Regions from separate parts of the Siniperca chuatsi genome. Here region 2 is linked to region 1. Evidence: chromatin contacts called from public Hi-C data. All regions are on one chromosome and are shown on one strand. The core of a region is the stretch at or near the end of the contact, and the rest is flanking DNA. Distances in the headings are between cores, read along the strand shown. Region 1 holds the start of klf3 (Krueppel-like factor 3). Region 2 overlaps tbc1d1 (TBC1 domain family member 1).

Region 1 (5,756 bases), core at 909-3,408:
CGTGTCTGTGCTGGCACGCATGTGAAATTGTGTAACAAGTTACAGCTCTTTATGTTTATGGCTGTCTGTGGACGACAGTGTCCTTATTTCCTTAACTTCTAATGCAGAATCACCAACTACTCAGCATCCAGGAGTTTAATGTTTAGCCCTAATGTTCCCTAGGACATGCCCTTTGAGCAGTGTGTGTATGTGCGTGCGTGTGTGCGTACACACTCTTGCGCATTTTGTTCCAGCAGATAACATCAGCATGTCAATTCAGGAAAAAAAAGGCGTAGGGTGGGTGGGGTATTTGGGGTGTGTGTACATAAGTGTGTGTCAGCTCTAATGAGAGACAAATAAATAAAGGAATAAATAAAAAGAGAGGTGAACTCGTCTTTTTCTTCTTCTTTTTTAAACTTTTCTAGAGCAAGAGAAGAGTGTAAAGTAAGACAAAGAGGCAGAGAGAGAGAGGTCGCCCTCATTCCACCCGTCCACCCCCCACATCCACATCCCTCTCTCCTCCCTTCTTTCTCCCTCTTTCTCTCTCACTCCAGGCTCTAAACAGGATAAGGGCTTCATATGCCAAGTGGAATGTGTGACGCAAGCCTCAGCCTTGAAACAAAGCACAGGAAACAGGGAGAGACAGAGACGGAGAAACACACACACACACACACAGAGAGAGAGAGAGAGAGAGAGAGAGAGAGAGAGAGAAAGAGATGTTTTATTGTAAAAGATGTGAAACGAGAGGCCAGACAAATACTCTCACTCTCTCTCTATCACACACACCTGTCACATGTGTGTAACACTGCCCTCAGCTCTGACACCACTCAGCAACACTGAGGCTCATCTCTCACACACCACTGGTTGATTCTGCATCAGCATCACATTCAGCCTGTTACTGATGGCCTGTCAGTATGATCTACAACCGAAGCAATAAATCAGTTAATGAATGAGTCAAATGACTGATAATCACTTAATCATTTCAGTTGTTTAATCAAGCAAAAATGGTAAATACTTGCTGATTCCAGCTTCTCAAAAGTGAAATTTTGCTGCTTTTCTCTGTCTTATATTATTTTAAATTGATTCTCTTTAGATTTTGCATGAAGGGCACTTAAACATGTCACTCAGAACTTGTAATGGGCAAATTTTATTTTTCATTTTACATTTCTGAAACTAAACAATGAATCTCTTAATTGAAAAAACAATCAACAGATGGACTGAGCCCTAACTGATCACACCATTACTAAATCTCTAAATCGAGACCATCTTAAACTAGATTAAAAACACACATTATGTGTTCACAGGTTGTTAAATGTGTTTAGCATTGACAAAGAGAGGAACCAACTACACAGATGGAGACACATCACTATAGCAGATTCTCTTTCTCCCCCACAAGCCTGTATTTGTCTGTCTTTTAATTAATTCATTAAACAACTTCTATGTTCTATAAAAGGCTCTAAAGGCTATAAATAGCATTGGCTCTCTGCTGCCTTACTGTGGGGTTACATCAGTTATCAGCCACCCTTAAGATAATTAGTCATCAGGCCAATACATTTTTATTTTCTTTATTTTACAACATGAAATGTGCGACACACAAAATCAAGAAACTGTCATAAAAACAACTTTGAGTAATCAACTAATTAGACTAATTAACTAGACACAAGCAGCATGATATCATTAAAAAAAAAGCCCACAACTCTGAATATATGGACTTCTCCTCTTTCCCATAATGAAGTCTGTTTTAATACAACACATCTAGGCTACTACCACATCTAACCTTTAAAAAGACCTCGCAGCAATTACAGGCTTTACCACAACACATCCGATAGGAAATAAGACCAGTGCGCCGGGGTCAACAGTATGAAACTTATAACACACTAAAGTCGCCCGCAGCAACGTTAGAGGAAGATCACAGTGTCAAACTTACTTCTCGGATGGAGTATACAGTCTATTCCTGGAGGAGAGACGGTAGTTTCACAGCTGCCTTGCTGAACGGCAAAGGCTCCCTCTCAGAGAGAGACTCAATTAGGCAACTCCGCAGAAAAAGTGACGCAGGCGACGTTGTGTCACTGACATCGGGCTCAGAAAAAACAAGACGCTCCAGTGATCGATGGCTCCACAAAACTTCCCTAAGTTACGAAACTCCCTCCCTCTCTCTCTGTGAGTGTGTGTGTGTGTGTGTCTCTCTCTCTCCTGTTTTGTCGTTTAGAGAGTGTTGCTGTCACATGATCCGCTGCCTGTCTGTTCTCGTGGGGTCGGGCCACTGGGCGGGACCGGTGTGTGTGTGTGTGTGTGTGTGTGTGTGTGTGTTGCACGTCTCTTTTCAAGTGTTCAACTACTTGGAACTTTTCAATCCATTACAATCATAACAGCAGCGACCTGTTGTTAATGAAACTGTACTACTATGTAATACTATTTGTTTAATAGGCTACAATTTAAATATTCAGTGTGCCAAATTTGCAGTGGTGGAATGACCGTACATTTAGTCCTACTCAAGTATTGTACTTCAGCAGTCTACAAATTGGTAGGCACTTGTACTTTAGGAAAATATAGTACTTTTTACTCCACTAAATTTATTTGATAACTTTAGTTATTAGTTACTTTACAAATTAAGACAACTAGAGCTGAAATTATTGGTTGATTCATTGATAAGTCGATTGCCAGAAAATTTACTGCCACCTATTTTGATTGTTTAAGTCATTTTTCATGCAAAAACATTTCATGTTTCAAGCTTCTCAAATGTGAGGATTTTCCGCTTAACAATTTTAATAATATGAATTTACTTTTAATAATTTTAAATTTTGTACTATCATTAATAATAATCTAATTATATAATATATATTAGTATAACAGTTACAGGGGACATCTTTCTGCATTGAGTACTTTTATTTTTAATACTTTAAGTACATTTCCCTGATTATACCTACATACTTAAGTAAGTTTTTAAACGCAGGACTTTTACTTGTAATAGAGTATTTTTACAGTGTGGTATTAGTATATTTTAAGTAAAGGATCTGAGTACTTCCTAGACCACTGCAAATGTGGCACCCTGACCTGAATGGTTCATCGAGGAAATGACATTTTAGTGATGGACAATGTCTGCTTATGTTTAACAGAAACAGAAATAGTGATACCACAGTGTGATATACACTAACACAAGTGAAAGTCCTGCATAAAGTGCAAACATTATTTATATAAAAGCACATAAGTATCATCAGCAAATTATCAAAAAAGTACTCAGGTTTATTGTCAATTAGGTTTTCACATACAATTAATTTGCCTTGGTATTGTGGTGCATAACAATAAACATAATAAGAAGAAAAACTACAAAATTCAAGAATCATAAATAGAAAATACAAAAAAATTACAATTAAAAATGTATATCAATAATATTAGGCATTACAAATGCACTGCTGTGTCAGCAACATTTTACTTTTGGGTGGAAGCTAATTGGATGGACTCATATTTTGTGGTGGTCATATGTATGTGTGTGTGTGAGCGCTATTACTCATGTTGTGGGGATATAAATCTGTTTAAACAGTCACATTGTGGGGACTCGCCTTCCTTTTGGGCACAAAACACAAGTCCCCATAACAAAAATCATTAAATTTTAGGGTGAAGACTTGGTTTAAGGTTAGGGTAAGGTTAGGGTTCTGCAAGTAATGGTTATGGTTAGGGTTAGGGTAAGTCTCCTGTAAATTATTGTAAATCAATGTAATGTCCTCTGAAGTGATGGAAACACGTGTGTGTGAGAGTATGTGTGTGTGTGTGCGTGCTTGTGTGTGTGAGAGAGAGAGTTACCCAGATCGATGAGGATGGCATGTTGCTGCAAGGTGGCTGACAGGTGCACATTATAATTATGTTTCAGGACATCTTAAACACAGTTCCTGTCAACAGTTTAACTACTGATCTAAATCAGTGCCATGGAATTACACTGCAGGTAACCATAACAACAATATATTTATGCTTCACACTAATGCTCCATTGTGCAATAGTTTTGGTATTAACAGTGATTTAAATGACTCCATGCAAACTGAAAAAGTTTATACTTCAACACCCAACTCGTGCTTGAGGCTGTCATTGTTTTAGTTCTCCTGTGAGACGGTGCATAGATTGTAAATTAAAGAGTTTTACTACACACAGTATCACTGTCCTAAATGACTATCAAAGCAAACCCGAACATTAAAGTCACTCAGGCATTCATAAAATGTGTTACAGTAAGAATGTTGAAAATACAAAGTCACCAGAGACGAGCTAATCTTGTTTGCAACATATGAGGTGGAAGAAAATCAATATCAGGTGGGAGTAAACTAACAAAAAGTAAATTGCTTGATTGCTTGTTTATACTCAACAGCTGTATTCTGAATGAGTCAGAAGCAGCGTAAATCAACATTATCATAATAAAACAAAAAACTGTTAAACAGAAGACATGACTTAAAGCTATTGTAGCTATGTATTACTGATTTTCTTGGTCTCTTGGGAGCAGCAGAAACATTGATATATCATCACCTTTTTAGTTGATATGTCAAACTTGTTAGAAAAATTATTTACACATCCAGCAGTTTTGGAGCAACATTATCATTCATTTGGAGTTGTGTTTGTAAGTCCAATATTCACTCTCTTTTAGCTCTGTTTTGGGTCTCTATCAACTCCTGAGGGAAATATCTGTCTCTTTCGCTGCTAAATGCTCCACTATGTTCACCAGCTAGTCACCAACTGTGTCTGTCTGCTGTTTGGTGATGAGCAAGTAGTGTACAGTGGGTTTTTTTCATGGAAAACAGCTGCCCATTGCGGCCAAAAACGTCGCTATGAGAGTGGTGAGAGTGAACCAAAACAGTAAAGTTGTGGACCGCTAAACAATGAGCTGAAACTCGCTATAAAGCTCCGTAAAGCAGAGGGGAGCTGCAGATTCAGGTGATCATTCTCTGTAGGTTCATCACTACGAGCGACACCTTTCACATTGTCACATTGTTTTCACATTGTAATTTGATACATTCTCATTGGGAAATAATAGCTGCTTTAAGGTTAATACAGCCCATGTTAAATTCACAGGTTCCCTCTGATTGCCATCCAATACTGTGAGACACAGGATGACTGTCCTCAGTTACGGCTACTATAAAGCTGAAGACCTAGATATTTTTCTCAGGAGTTGGTGAGCTAATTAAAAGTTGAGTGAATAATGGATGTCCATGTTGCTCTGATGGACATTTGCTAACAGGTTAGCCATAAAACATTTGTAAGCCAATTATTTATCAGGGCTGTGTTGCAGTGAATTTATTTTGGAGACTTTATGTTACTCACGTGCTCAAGAATGAATCCATGCAGTTGTATTTCTCACTGGTGAAAATGAAATGTACAACTGTTGGGGAATGCAATTCTAATCCAATGCATGTCTTTTTGTCAATTGCGAATATCTCCTCACAGTACGCTAGCTGTCCGTTCTGTGTGTGTGCTGAAAAAAATCTGGTGTTTGTACACAGCCCTGGCTCTGTAAATGGGAAATAAACAAAGTGGCTCGGTCTGGGCCAAACAGCACTATTCCAGCCATGATTTGTGTGTCAGGAAATTATTTGCCCACGGACATTCAGCTTCTAGTTTGCCAAGATATGTTGTTGTTGTGATGTTTGCTATAGTAGCAGGAGAGTTGTGAGTATCGCTGTCTGGAACTGGTGTGCTGGCTCCGGGAAACCGTCACGTCCTCTCTGGCAGTTAGCTTCACAGCAGCAACTGTAGCAGCAGTTTGCTAATCCACAACCTAGCTAACGTTATATTACTCG
Region 2 (6,124 bases), core at 1,412-3,911, 42 kb after region 1:
CACGGAGGGGAAATTAGGCATGCAGCCAACAGGGGGGATTAAGCAGAGTGTATTTACATTAGCAAAATTTAGCAAAAAGTAAACTGGGGTGATTATAATAACACCACAGCTTTAAAGAACACATTGAGAATATGTAAATTCAGTGCCTTGCAAAAGTAGAGGGCTTTGCATAGAACTCACACCAAGATCCAGAATAAACACATTTTAAAATAACTTGGCACAAGATAAATTGAGAACATCTAAAGAGGTCTGAATACTTTTTATGAAGTGCTGTATATCATGGCCTTAGCAATCAAAGACAGACAAGTAGCAGGAGTGACCTGGAATGTGTATTCTGGATAATAGAGGAAGAAAACTTGGATGGTGCAGTAGCCGACACACCCAGAGTAGGAATAGATGCTGTTGGAGATACTGGGGCTCTGCTGTCTGTCTTATCAGCTGTCTAGAGCAGGCAGAGTCTAGTCCATCAGGACTTGCTCACTGGCTGCAGCCCAGCCAACTCTCAATCTCTCCACTCTCCAACCTCTCCTCATCTACCACTCTCCATTTCTCTCCCTTTCTGTCACCGGAAGACTCCGCCCATAATAACACACAACAAGAAAGGATACCCCACCCTGGAGCGAACACACACACACACACACCCACCCACACCCACAAAAAAACACACACACACACACACACACACACACACACACACACACACACAGTTGACCCATAAACCGGGCAGCAGTGAGGGAGATAAACAGAAAGAATGGAGGACAGGGAGTTAAGCTCCACTCAGACAAAATAACTGACATAAAGGTGGAGGGCACCCTGTGGGAGGAATAAAACACAACTAAAGTCTAGATGCCCAAGAAAGCTGTACATGTGTATGTTAGGGTGTATGGTATGAGTACAGCGAGTGTGTGTGTGTGAAGCTGAATGGACTTGTTTTTCATATATAATATTGTCTCACATTCTCTCCTTCCACACTATATAAACAATAATTTCTATTTGTGATGGATGAAATGTTGTGTGTGTGTGTGTGTGTGTGTGTGTGTGTGAATTAATGGTTTGTATACAGTGGAGGTAGTTAGGGGTGTGGCGCATAGGTAGATGTGTGTTGATACATGCCAACTGGGTCAGGAAAGAGGTGGTGCACATGGCAAGCTCTAAGATATGCCTACCAGCAAACACGCACACAAACACCCAACTATATATTATATAGCCTGTTCATTTGTGGTGGGTCTAAATGGGCACTCGATTACCTAACCTTTGTGTGTGTGCACATCTGGAAAGGCATGTTGCCAGAGATGGATTAAAGAAAGACCTGTTTGTCTTACTATTTAGCTTCTAGAGAAGCCAGTTCATCATGAAACAAATCTGGCTGCTGTTCTTGTTATCATGCAGAGAGACAACAAATCCAATCCAACTTTGCAGGACCAGGCAGCAATAAAATGTATTGTGATTTGATAACATCAATGATAATATACTGAATTTCAGAGTACAAGAATATCTGAAGTAACTCTGTATTATGTGCATTTACATTTTAAGTATTTAGCTGCCGTTCTTGTCTTCAGGCAGAAATTCAAGTCTTTAGTTCACTTTGACAGGACACATTGGCTGTTGCATGTATTACGGGATGGTCAATTTCACCGCAACGCTGTGCACTGCTATAGTGTTAATGCTTATTATAAGATTAAGAGAAATTATACTGCTCATTGCAGTGAATTGTATTTTCACTTGTCTGTTTAGTATTTGATGATGTGTGCACAAATATAATGAGAGCTTTTGTTTATGAACATGTGAATAAATTGCACACACAAAAAAAGGTTATGTAGGCTCCTGGTGTGTGTGTAAACCCCTTCATCCATCCAACTCACCCTGTAGTTTCTGGTTCTCCCTCTCCATCCTCTGCAGCAAGATCTGTTGCAGGATGGCTTTCCTCCAGAGTTCCCTCAGCTCCTCTTTGCTCCTTTTCGTCCTCTCCTCAGGCACCACCCTGATGGACAAGTCCCCACTTCCTCCAACTCCCACTTGGCCCACACATAATCGACCCCCTTCTAGACAGGTATCCCCCCGCTCTGAAAGACATATCACATTATATCACATTAGGTTAGATCCGATTACTCTACATTAGGTGTCCATTGCAGCAGCAAATAAGAGAATGCAGCAAAGAATAAGCATGTGATTAACATTTATTAATAATTTTATGAAATAATATAAGTTTTAATGGTAATATTTATAAGCAGGTTGTGGGAAACAGCAGAGCTTGTCAGGAGAAAGGAAAATTAAATATAAGAAATATCTGAAATGAAATGTAAAAATACATACACAAAAAAACTAATTATTCAATACTTTAATTTAATTAGTATTAGCATTTTCTTTATTCACAGAATGCTGAATTTTATGTTTGATCATTTTTGTCTTAATTACATAGACAAAATGGAGGAGACAAATATCACATACAAATACAGATATCTCTGACACTCATGCAAAATAAAAATAAAAATGCTAAACTTAGATATATTTGATGCAGTTGGGTGCAACGCACACACTGTAAAAAATGTGTTTGTGTGACTCCACCCCAAAGTACAGGGTGGATCCCAAACCTCAAAATACTCTGTTGTTTAGAGGAAGGACATAACAACTATCCAGATAGCACTCGCTTCTCTTTCAGTTCGTAGGAACATCACGATTCTCACACGCACACGCACATACCTTAGTTTGGCTTAGGTATGTAAATTTGATGCTTATCTTTCCAAAACTCTTCTGAGGAAAATTATAAATATGTAAGATAAGCCACCATATTAATCCTGCAACAGATAACCTACAACAAAGACAAACCTACATACTGTACATCAACACATTACACACATGCACGCATGATGACAATAGTGTTCTTTGTGCCAGATGAGGTAAACATTCATGTATGCCTTTGTGTCTGTGTCAGGAAGACGTGCTGAAACCAGTAGAGTCACTATACAAACATATGGCCCTTAAGTTATACGAGAAGTGAAGACAAACCAAACACACACAGACACGCAGAGATGGAGACGATGAACCCTCTTAACAGAGTCATGTATTTGTTAGGCAAACACAGACTGCTACACTGCAACAGAACACTGCTGAAGAGTTAGCTTTTAGGTGTGAAAAAGCATGCATGCACGCACGCACGCACGCACGCACGCACGCACAGACATCCTTGTACTTCTATCTTTGTGAGGACCGTCACTGACATAATGCATTCCCTAGCCCCTCACCCTAACCTGAACCATCACAACTAAATGCCTAACCTTAACCCTTCAAACCAAGTCTGTGTGAGGAGCAGCCAAAATGTCCTCACTTTCCAAAACTGTCTTCACTCTGTAGGTAAAAAATGTTTCAGTCCTCACTATGTAGCAAGTACACACACACGCATGCACACTCTTCTGACTACATTACTTCCCTAGCCCCTTGCCCTTAACTTAACCATAAGAGCTACCGTACTACGCCTAATCTTAACGCTAAAGCCATATTTTAATGCCAAAGAACCACACGCACATACGTGCGCACACACTAACACACATTCTTGCATATAGTGGCACGATCCACTCCCTGAGCAAACACTCCAAATTGGCCAGAACCAAGTCCCAGCACACGCACACACAAAATGCAAAGTGGGTCAACAAGGCTGGCGCTTTCCTCTGGCGCTGTTTGTGTGTGAACTGTCAACATGACCTTGAGACACCACCCCCCCCAAGACACACACGCACACACACACTTACTCGACACACCCATGACCTCATGTATGCAAGCACACACATAAATACATGGCTAACTCAACCCAACCTAACCTTGCATTCAGCCAGCACAAAGCCCATCACACTGACCTGCTAAAAGCACGGTTTTTCCTTTACTTCATGGCAGTTGACTGTCAAAATAAACTTCAGGTGCAGATTTTATTATTGGTGACATAAAATGTTTCATATGAAAGGGAATGCAGATGGGTGTGAACAGAAGTGAACAAATTGCAAAAAAATATTTTGTGAAGGTTATAATTCTCAGTTGTTGTTGAGACTGCATCAGAGAGGTGTTAATTGAACTGTATGGAAATGTTTTGTGGCTGCGGTTTGTTGAGAATTTGAGAATTTTAGACTTTGGCACCTCCCAGTGGTAGCATAAAAAAGACATAGTGGCAGAATGGTGGCTAATATGGAAAATATTAGTTATGTTAGGTGCCTTTCAGTCAGTGTATAGCCTTGGTTGTCATGATTTTGGAGAATTATATCAATCATTGGTACAGCTGCCTTTGTATATGTGCCTGTGTTTTGCTTATTTCACTAATTTCCCTGGACAAAGTCACAACTGAAATGGAAGCTAAACAAGTCAGTCCCATTAGGTTGAATGAAAATGAACAGTGAGGCAGCTTAGAAGTCCAAACAACACCGGCATCGTAGGTCTTGTATCAAAACAGTGACCCCTTTTATTTTTGGTGTGGAGTGCAATGTATTATTGCATCGTCCCATTGTTTACTTTTCAGGATCAATGCCAGTTGACACTTCAGAAAAGTTGAGTTTTTTCCTGACTCGAAATAACACACAAAAATTCAGTTTGACATGCCAAGCTGTGGCGTGTTTTATGTGTGCAGGAGGAGTCAACCAATGGGATGTGTTTTGGATTTAAGGCAGTGTACAGTGACACAAAGAGGCACGATAGTTGCTGCTTGAATGTAACGTGACAATAATGGGAACATTTCAAATCATGACAACACAGGCCAAACACAGGTAACAGTGGTCACCAACGGTGAATGATTCTTTTTTCTGTAAGAATAGAAAGCAAAAAGATCCTTTGCGCCACCATAAAAACAAAAGTCTTACGAGTTTTCAGAAAAATGACACTACTGATTACCACATCAGTGGACTGTTACCATACCATGGTGATAGCGGCGCAAGCAGATGCGGTGGCCAATAGCTCCTTCAAACTTTGCATTTTTGTTTTAATTTATTTTCGTCTTTATCACTGAATTACGTTATTACCTATGACAGAAATATAATCATCAGAAATCATCACAGGAAATTGGAATGGATGAAATGGGACTCACACTAACCCAGCATTGGGAAATCAGAGATTGTTGTGCCCACATCTTACAGAGACCCGGCTCCATCATAACAATCAACACAATCAAGCTATTGCACTCGACGAGCGGACAATGTACCGCAACGCAAGAGTCAGGCTCTGTGTTTACACCAATGATGCTTGGTGCTCACACGTAGTCAAAGTTGATGGACAATGTTTCCCAAATGTCGAGTTTAATGTTAAGATGCCGACCATATTAGCAACACAATCTTGTTGCTGCTGTTTACATTCACTCAGACGCATATTTTAAAAATGCACTACATAATTATTACTTTTTAGGTGTATATGTATATAGGTATATACCTATATTTATGTAAATAACTGCATATATTGTTTTATTTATTTATATTTATGAAAATGTTTATATTTGTATATATGTTCCATGTGTGTGTAGCATGAAGTACAACTTAAATTTCATTGTGCAAACCTGTGTCGTAAAATGACAAATAAATGACCTTGATTCCTTGAAGAATCTACATCAATACAACCCCCTTTAAAGGCTTCAGTAGGCTTTTAATACCACATTGATTTGCTGCTTTTCTGTTTGATATTATTGGAAGCTTAATTTCTTTGGGTTTTAGACTGTTGGTCAGACAAAACAAGACATTTGAAGATGTCATCCTGGACTCTCGGAAATTGTAGCTGGCATTTTTCACTATTTTCTTTTTTAACACCAAATTATTAATCAATGTTAAAATAGTCGTTAGTTGCAACTAATTCATTTCAGGACAGGGATTTAATGCATGTCACTGAAACAAACTCTATACTATAAGCTGACTGGAGTTCTTACAAGACTCAAAAACATCTCTTCCAACACAAAATGTAAACACCTGTATAATAAAGTGTAATAAAGAAATAACTTCATTTCTTTTGGTACTATGTATTAACATGTTTTTATATGAGCATTTCCCTCAACAACGTTTTTTTTTTATTTCTTTTTTTATTCTTCTTGAGTTTCTTTAGGCGTTTCAGTGGAGTTACAGTGCAACCAACCCAACTATCTCAACTGTCAACACTTGTTCTGTCA

What was found. Hi-C and Micro-C count contacts between places; a contact is called where the count stands out from the background.
Region 2: a contact with region 1 is called in a Hi-C map of an unstated tissue, with 2.8 times the contacts expected there. The contact joins the enhancer-like site here to the promoter of klf3 in region 1. A contact is called at or near these places in 2 of 3 Hi-C or Micro-C datasets (skeletal muscle and an unstated tissue).

The regions. Positions count from the first base shown.
Region 1 is chrLG3:16,192,785-16,198,540 of ASM2008510v1, forward strand. It overlaps klf3 (Krueppel-like factor 3), which reads right to left and starts at 2,159. Exons shown (of 7, transcript XM_044191161.1): 1 at 1,907-2,159.
Region 2 is chrLG3:16,234,445-16,240,568 of ASM2008510v1, forward strand. tbc1d1 (TBC1 domain family member 1) reads right to left here. Exons shown (of 22, transcript XM_044191168.1): 14 at 1,863-2,063. Among protein-coding and RNA genes, the nearest start is that of tbc1d1, 40 kb to the right of the region's middle. Within about 2 kb of position 2,662, the one cell type or tissue checked has an H3K27ac peak away from gene starts, as active enhancers do.